Regions from separate parts of the Mus musculus genome. Here region 1 is linked to region 2. A link is a contact called in public Hi-C data. All regions are on one chromosome and are shown on one strand. Each heading gives the region's core, a stretch centred on a gene start, on an enhancer-like site or on the middle of the called end of the contact. The rest is flanking DNA. Distances are from core to core; before and after follow the strand shown.

Region 1 (3,677 bases), core at 826-3,325, 710 kb before region 2:
GAGGAGAAATATCCAGCAAAGGACACACATAGTCAGTATCCTAACCAATGTTGCAGGTTTCTCAGACTCCCTCTTCCTCCCAAGAGGTATACACATGACCTGACTCCTCATTACACATGGAACTTCTGTACTGCTGTATGTGGTATCTATCTTACCCTTCTAAATCCATTTAAATCCTGTTTCATGTATGGGATAGGATAGGATTTTTTACCCAAATTTGACCTAAGGAAAATGCAGTGCAATCTCTAAACCATGAATTCCTTCTCAAACTTCTCAGAAAAATAAAATCTTTGGTCCAAGGAAATACTTCTAATTTACACAAGACATAATCATAAGTAGTCTCCAGACAGGAACAACCATCGACACTTCCTGCAGTGTGGACAGTGTTGGGAATTCTAACAGTGCTTCATAAGTAAACAGCCAGTGTTGGATTTAATCAGCCTGAGTCTGAGTCTTGATATGCTCAGTGTTGGGAGGAACCAAGGTAATAAAATAGGTCAGAGTCATGTGAGCTGTTATCATAGGACTGGAACCCCAAATCTTCAGACTAGTTTAAAGATGAAGAATCCAAATTCTTAGTGCATCTTCTCTTAGGAACAATCACTAGGAATAAGCTAAAACTGATTATAATCTGTAATCATCATCTACAAATATAAGTGGCTAAGACCTGCCAATGATAATTCCTATACAGCACAGTGATTATTTAGAGTGACAGGCTTCTCTGCCCTCATTAAGTGTACCCTAGAAGTCTTTCCTATAATGTCTGAGAATCTGTCTAGGACTACTGTGATACAGAGGATCAGCCTCAGGCTCACAGAGATCACTGCTAGAAAGTCTCAGATCCTCAGAGGATTTCCTCCATATCCCTACAGATATGGAGACACCTGTTCTGCCCAGTGCCCCTGACCAGCTCTGTCCACAGTAGAACTCTGAGTCCTCAAGTCATAATGATGGCACATGGCCTGAGGTAGTCCGCTAAAGGGACACCCAAAGCTCCTAAGCTGAGCCATTCCAGCCCAGTTGAACTATAGCTCTATGGCTTCCAATTGTAGCTACTCCCTTCTTCCTTCCCTGGACATGAGGTATGCTGTTTGCTCTCATGGCTCTCCACACTGTGGATGTGAGGTCTTTTCTAGCCCTCAGCCCAGATACAATAACTGAGACGCACACAAGCAATCCTCTGAGGATCTAAAAGAGCAAGGCATTTCCAGAATTGTATTAAAAGCCTGAATACAGAACAAGCATGCAAATGGCAGGCTTCCTGGATTGCCATTTTGTATACCCTGCACACAGAACAAATGAACTGGCCTCAGCTAGCACACTCAGCTGCTTTTCATTTTGTTTATCCCTTTACAGCCCAGAAAGCGCATGCACATACACTGCCACCATTGATCTTTCTAAGAATTTTTGGGCTGAGGTCGGTGTTTTTTAGCCTATGTACACCGATCAAAGAATAGAAAAGAGCATCAAATTAATGAGGCTTAAGCTTCAGGTGCAGAGTAGCAAGCAGGGAGCTGCTTAGTCCAAAAGCTTGCTCAGAAATATTAGAAAGGAAGCATGGGATTTATTCCTTGGATTAGAACACAAGCAGGCACACACTTATATGAATACACGGTATTTATATGTGTGCATGTGCAACTGCTGAGGGGTATTATGTTTGGGTATGTGTGTTCTGTGCATATGTGTGTTTGTGTCAGTATATGTGTATTTATGGGGAATTCATGCATGTGTGCTTGTATATGTATGAGTGTACAAATGTGTGTCTATAGTACTGTGACTGGATTTATGTGCCTGTACATGATTTTACATATGTGGGGAGGTATGTGTGTGTATGTGTGTATATACCTGCAAACACAATGGACATTGAAATCTAGCTGAAATGCTCTTTTAAAATTGCAAAGAATTCAAGGCTGAGAGTGGTTTCATTGTCTCGTATCATAACAAGGGCTCCTGGGCACTGTGCCACCCATCCATTGGCCAGAGGACAAGTAATGTTGGCATGGTTTACCTACCTTCTGGTGAAGGTGCCAGGGCCTATTTTTTCACTGACCATATTCTCTGTTTCTGTCTGAGAAAGAGGCCAGATGGAGAAGGTCAGCAGAGGGGCAGCCATCCCCTGGGCTCTCCTCCAGTCTTTCAGCTCTCTGTGATCATCGCAGCAAGGTGCTGTGCTTACCTTTAGTAAGGTAAGGCTGTATATACTGGAAAGAAATGCTGAGAATAGTGGGTAAATTGGAGGGGGTGGAGCCTAGGCCTTTCTTAAGAGGAAAAAAAATGTTGGTTTCTATGAATAACAGGAGAAGAAGAAGTAGAGAAATAAAGAACATGGACTTTAAAAGCTTTTGCCTTCTAGGTCTAGCCCAGTGTCTAGGCTGTATTAGGTACTCAGTGAAGGACAGAAGGACAGGAAGTGAGCTGGGACCTAAAGAGGGGCATGAGAGACATAGAGAGGACCAGAACCTGAAGCAAAGGATGAACAAAAAAGGCCATGGGCTTCTCATGGATGCTCCTACAGCTGTGGCATGGTGACTGTCACAATTCCACTCTTCTCAACTCCTCCCCGAGAGTCTCAAGTCTCCTAGTCACAGATGGAAATAAAGAATCAGATGTCCAGATGAAGACATATGAGATCTTCCTGTGGACAGGAGATATAGCATACAAGAGTGTGGTAGTCACTGGTTTATAGCCTAGTTTAGCCACTGTGTCAGGGTTCTAGAACCATGTGACATATCCCCACACACTTAAGAGGTTAAAATAGTTCATGTTCATTAACCCAGGGTTTAGGAGGGTCAGAAGCATGGCTTAGGTTCCCCTGTTCAGGGATGCTATCTTCAAGGTGAGTTCTAGATTTGGGGTCTTCTCTCAACTCCTGAAGTCTTGACGGAATTTAGAAACTGGTTGTTAAAGGGCTGACCTCAGCTCTTAGTGGTGGCTACCCATATCCTTGCCATGTGTCATTTCCCATAAATGACAACCCTCTTAGATGCTTCAGAGAACCTAAAAAGCATGGCCACACAGTGACATCCATCACCTTTGCCATGTCAGGTTAGAAGTAAGTCAGGGTCTCCTGAGCTCAAAGAGAGGAGCATGTATATCAAGGTGTGATTCCTTCCTTGTCTGGCTAAGGCGTGTCCCTGAAAAAGGGGATCTCCTTGCTCTTCACTTTCCTCTTCCTTATATAATAGCAATTTAGAGCAGTTAAATAAATTATCACCTGCAAAGCACTTAGAATAATGCCTGATTCGTAGTATACATTATTCATCTTTACTAAATGATTTTTTTTAATTAATGGCTAAATTAATTTACAATTACATATCATGCATCAGTAGTTAGGAAGGTGGCTGACTGTCACAGGTTGACAGCCTAATGCCAAAGGCTGGGAGCCAGCACCCTAGTCTCCCTGTGCTGAGACCTTCCATATGTTTACTCCCTCACAAGAAAGCAGAAGAGATGAAGGTTACATAGCTGGAAGTACCTAGACTTCTGGAGAGAGGAAATGACAGAATTCCCTTGCTTTCTGCAGGTCTCACAGAGCAGGCCTTTCCTCTTTCACTCTGCCTCACTTCTCTGGCTCTCAGGAGCCAGTCTCTTCTTTGCCCCCCTTTGCTTTCCCTCTGAGATGGGGTACAAGCAATCCAATGATTCCCCTCTTTCAGTGAAATGTGTAACAGCTCATC
Region 2 (3,622 bases), core at 30-2,529:
TGCTTTGTTTGATCTTCCCAATAAGAACATCCACTGCTAATATTATTATTTACGTATTTCTTCATCCACATCCTCTAAGGCCCTGTTAATAGTCATGGATGGTAGCTATCCCTCATCTTTGCTCCAACTAGGAGCAGATCCCCTGGCCTGTGTCTGACAGAGTGACGATGGGAATGGTAAGCACATCAATATGGAATCAGAAGGGAACCCCATGACATGTTCAAGGCTCTCCACCCCTCTGATTACGGCACAGGGCTTTGGTGAAATGCTACTATCCTCTCAGTTCCTTACAAATAACATCATCTGCCCAGAACTGAGCTGAGGGTTCCAGCTAGACCTGTAGCTGTTGGAAGCCTCTTGAACTGCTCCCATTGACACCAGCATCCAGAACGGCCTTGTCCTCTCTCAAAAGTTTGACTCCAAGATCACACGACACTAGGAACACCGCATATATTTGTCTGGCTTCGAAGTGCCAGGAACCTCTCAAAACCACCAACTCAAAGGCTGGAGAAGTGGAAATATACATGGGAGGAAATGAAAAATGTCACTTGAGAGATATCTAGGACATTTCACCAGCAAAGGAGAGATCAGCCTGGCTCTATAGGAGAAGTGGGGGTGACGGTGCAAGCCAGAGAACAGAAGGTGAAAGAGTACAGACCCCTCCAAGGATTGTAGCCAGAGGGGTTCCTGAGCTGGCAAGAAGGATACTGGTCCAGCTGCTGGGAGAGCCATCTGTCACATGATGGTGCGCAAGCTCTTGTTCTATTGTGTGACCTGAGGCTCACTGGCTATGTCTCTGGTACTCAGTGTCCCCACTTAAGTAGAAAGCTACGCTTGCCCAGAGCTTCAATAAAGCGGTGAGAGATACTGTACAAAGCAGCTCCCAATGTAGATAGGAATCATCATCTTTACCGCTTTCTCCCTCAGCGCTCTGCCTGGCAATCGCAAACAGGAAATGACTATTCATGACCCACAGAGAACAGAAACACACCACTTTATCCTGTGTGGGCAATGTGAGCATGTCATGAGAAGGGAGGGCTCCAAAGGCCTGCTTGGTGGATCCCAGGAAGACCCTGCCCTCCTGAATCCACTGATCCTTCCCATGCCACGATGAACGCAGGGAAAAAAGCAGGGGCTCTGGAAACTTAGGAACCGTGCGCAGAGCCCCCGCAGCCAGGCCCCCAGGGTAATGTAAAGTGAAAACACCATCTCAGTATCATCTCAGTGTGGCTCCAGCCTACTGCCCTCAAAGAAGTCTGGTGGTTAGTGTCAGGAACCCCAGACGTGATACTGTTCAAAAGTAAAGGATGTGGATTTGGTTGGTGAGGGGACGGGAAGGGAGGGAAGCAGCTAGGCCTTCTGCTGTCATCTTAGCCACTCTCAGCATCAAGGCAGCTTGGCAAGCAAAGGGGACAAATGGGGCCATTTAGAAGGTTGCCAAGTCCAAGTCTCCAGGAGGCCTTTGATTGCTCAAGTTTCTCTCTGCCTCTCAATCTGTGATAAACCCACAGCAGCGAGCTTCCTCTGCCAGAACAAGAGACCAAGTGGAGTCAATTTCCTTCAGGCCCTTTACATACTCCAACTCCAGCACAAGGAGAATCAACCACACGAGCACTCCAGCCCAAACCATTATATGTGGGGTGCCAATTGGTGATCGCCACCTCCTCTAGGCAAAATGCCACTCATCCCCCAGACCCTGAGATATCACTGGTCTCTTGGATTCTGTTTCTGCTGCCAAGAGCTGATCTTTCCCGGATCAGTCCCCCACTTCAGATTTAAGGTCCCCCCTCCTGCCCTCCAGAAAAGAGGTGGGGTAAAGAAATCACTGAGAGGAAAAAACAGGCAGATAAGCAGAGAGAAAAGAGCAGAGAGCCATCAAGAGAGTGGAAATGCACACAAACTAAATTCCTCTCAGCTGAGCTCAGGGGAGCAGGTGGATTGCCCCAAAATCACGAGCCCTCTCTGGGCCTGGTTCATCAACAGCTGTGGCCTATTCAATCACAGGGAAGCAGCAGGAGAGAGACACTTGACCCTAATTTGATGAAAAGGTGGTCATATTAGATGCAGCATGTTCATCTCATTTGAATTTCAGATAAATTTTGTTATTATTACTATTACTATGATTATTATTATTATTATTTTACATCTCAGACATATTTATACTAGAAAAAAGTTTTTTGAATCTGGAATTCAAATTTTACTTGGCATCCTACCTCTTTTTTTTCTATTTGATATTTTTATTGGATATTTTCTTTATTTACATTTCAATTGTTATCCCTTTTCCCAGTTCTGCCCCCTCCCCTCTGAAACCTCCTATCCTATCCTCCCTCCCCCTGCTTCTATGAGGGTATTCCTCCACCCACCTACCCACTCTTACCTCCCTGCCCTCAATTGCCCTACCCTGGGGCATGCTATCTCTTTAATCTGCTGCCACAGGTGCCCTGATCAAAGGAGAAAGAACAGAGCTGGTAAGCAGAAAGCAAGCCACATAACACCCTTCTCAAAGTGTAGTAAACAGACTACCAGCACTGTCATTGGCCAGAAATTGCTAGGCATGCAAATTCTCTAGGCTCCGCCCCAAACATACACTGCCTAAAATTGCTGCATCAAAGCTGGTAATCTCACTACCAAGCCTTCAGATGCTGGAATGGCAGGCTCTGAGTCTCAAGTGTGGCAATCTGCACAAGCTGCTGAGTTGGGCTTGTGGGTGCCCTTCAGATCCTGCCTTCTGGCTTCAGCTTTAAATACTCCTGCTTTATGCCCCAGACTTGGAAGAAAAAAAGCCCTAGGAAAATTGTGGTAGCATGCTTCTATACACATGTATATATGTGTGCATGCACACACACACACACACACATACACACACACACACACACACACGCACACACTCCTGCGTCCAAAGAAACACATAGTACATAGTTATAGGGACATGCCCTTATGACTGCTTTGTATGTGGTATTATCCAAAAGAAAAGGACACAGGTTCCTGTCTTTTATTAGTGACATTCTGACTTGGCCCAGGCTACCACACCTTTACAAGTCTGCTTAGGAGAGCTACATTTGGATCTGAAGGGTCCCCACAGGCCTGTGTGTGGAATGCATGTTCTCCAGCTACTGGTGCTATCTAAAGGGACTGTGGAGCCTTAGGATAAAACACATGGAACTCAAGAAGAAGGAAGACCAAAGTGTAGATACTTTGATCCTTCTTAGAAGGGGGAACAAAATACCCATGGAAGGAGTTACAGAGACAAAGTGTGGAGCAGAGACTGAAGGAATGGCCATCCAGAAACTGCCCCACTTGGGATCCATCCCATATATATCCACCAAACCCAGACACTATTGCAGATACCAACAAGAGCTTGTTGACAGGAGCCTGATATAGCTGTCTCCTGAGAGGCTCTGCCTGTGCCTGCAAATGCAGAAGTGGATGCTCACCGCCATCCATTGGACTGAGCACAGGGTTCCCAATGAAAGAGCTAGAGAAAGTACCCAAGGAGTTGAACAGGTTTGCAGCCCCATAGGAGGAACAACAATATGAACTAACCAGTATCCCCAGAGCTCCCAGGGACTAAACCACCAACCAAAGAAAACACATCAACCATTTCTAACAGGTATTTTGTCTG

Evidence for each region. Hi-C and Micro-C count contacts between places; a contact is called where the count stands out from the background.
Region 1: a contact with region 2 is called in a Hi-C map of cerebellum, with 1.7 times the contacts expected there. The contact joins two enhancer-like sites. A contact is called at or near these places in 1 of 15 datasets of contacts at CTCF or cohesin (the NIH/3T3 cell line), 3 of 484 Hi-C or Micro-C datasets (cerebellar granule neurons, cerebellum and myocytes) and 1 of 115 datasets of contacts at active chromatin or transcription factors (astrocytes).

Annotation. Positions count from the first base shown.
Region 1 is chr14:71,672,394-71,676,070 of GRCm38.p6, reverse strand. All of the region lies in intron 1 of Gm34819 (a long non-coding RNA gene), which reads right to left. Among named protein-coding and RNA genes, the nearest start is that of Gm34819, 54 kb to the right of the region's middle. Within about 2 kb of position 2,075, at least 2 of the 459 cell types and tissues checked have an H3K27ac peak or open chromatin away from gene starts, as enhancers often do. A contact at or near this core is called in cerebellum, where this site is marked.
Region 2 is chr14:70,961,073-70,964,694 of GRCm38.p6, reverse strand. The region is part of intron 4 of Gfra2 (glial cell line derived neurotrophic factor family receptor alpha 2); the gene reads right to left. Among named protein-coding and RNA genes, the nearest start is that of Gm34588, 21 kb to the right of the region's middle. Within about 2 kb of position 1,279, at least 56 of the 459 cell types and tissues checked have an H3K27ac peak or open chromatin away from gene starts, as enhancers often do. A contact at or near this core is called in cerebellum, where this site is marked.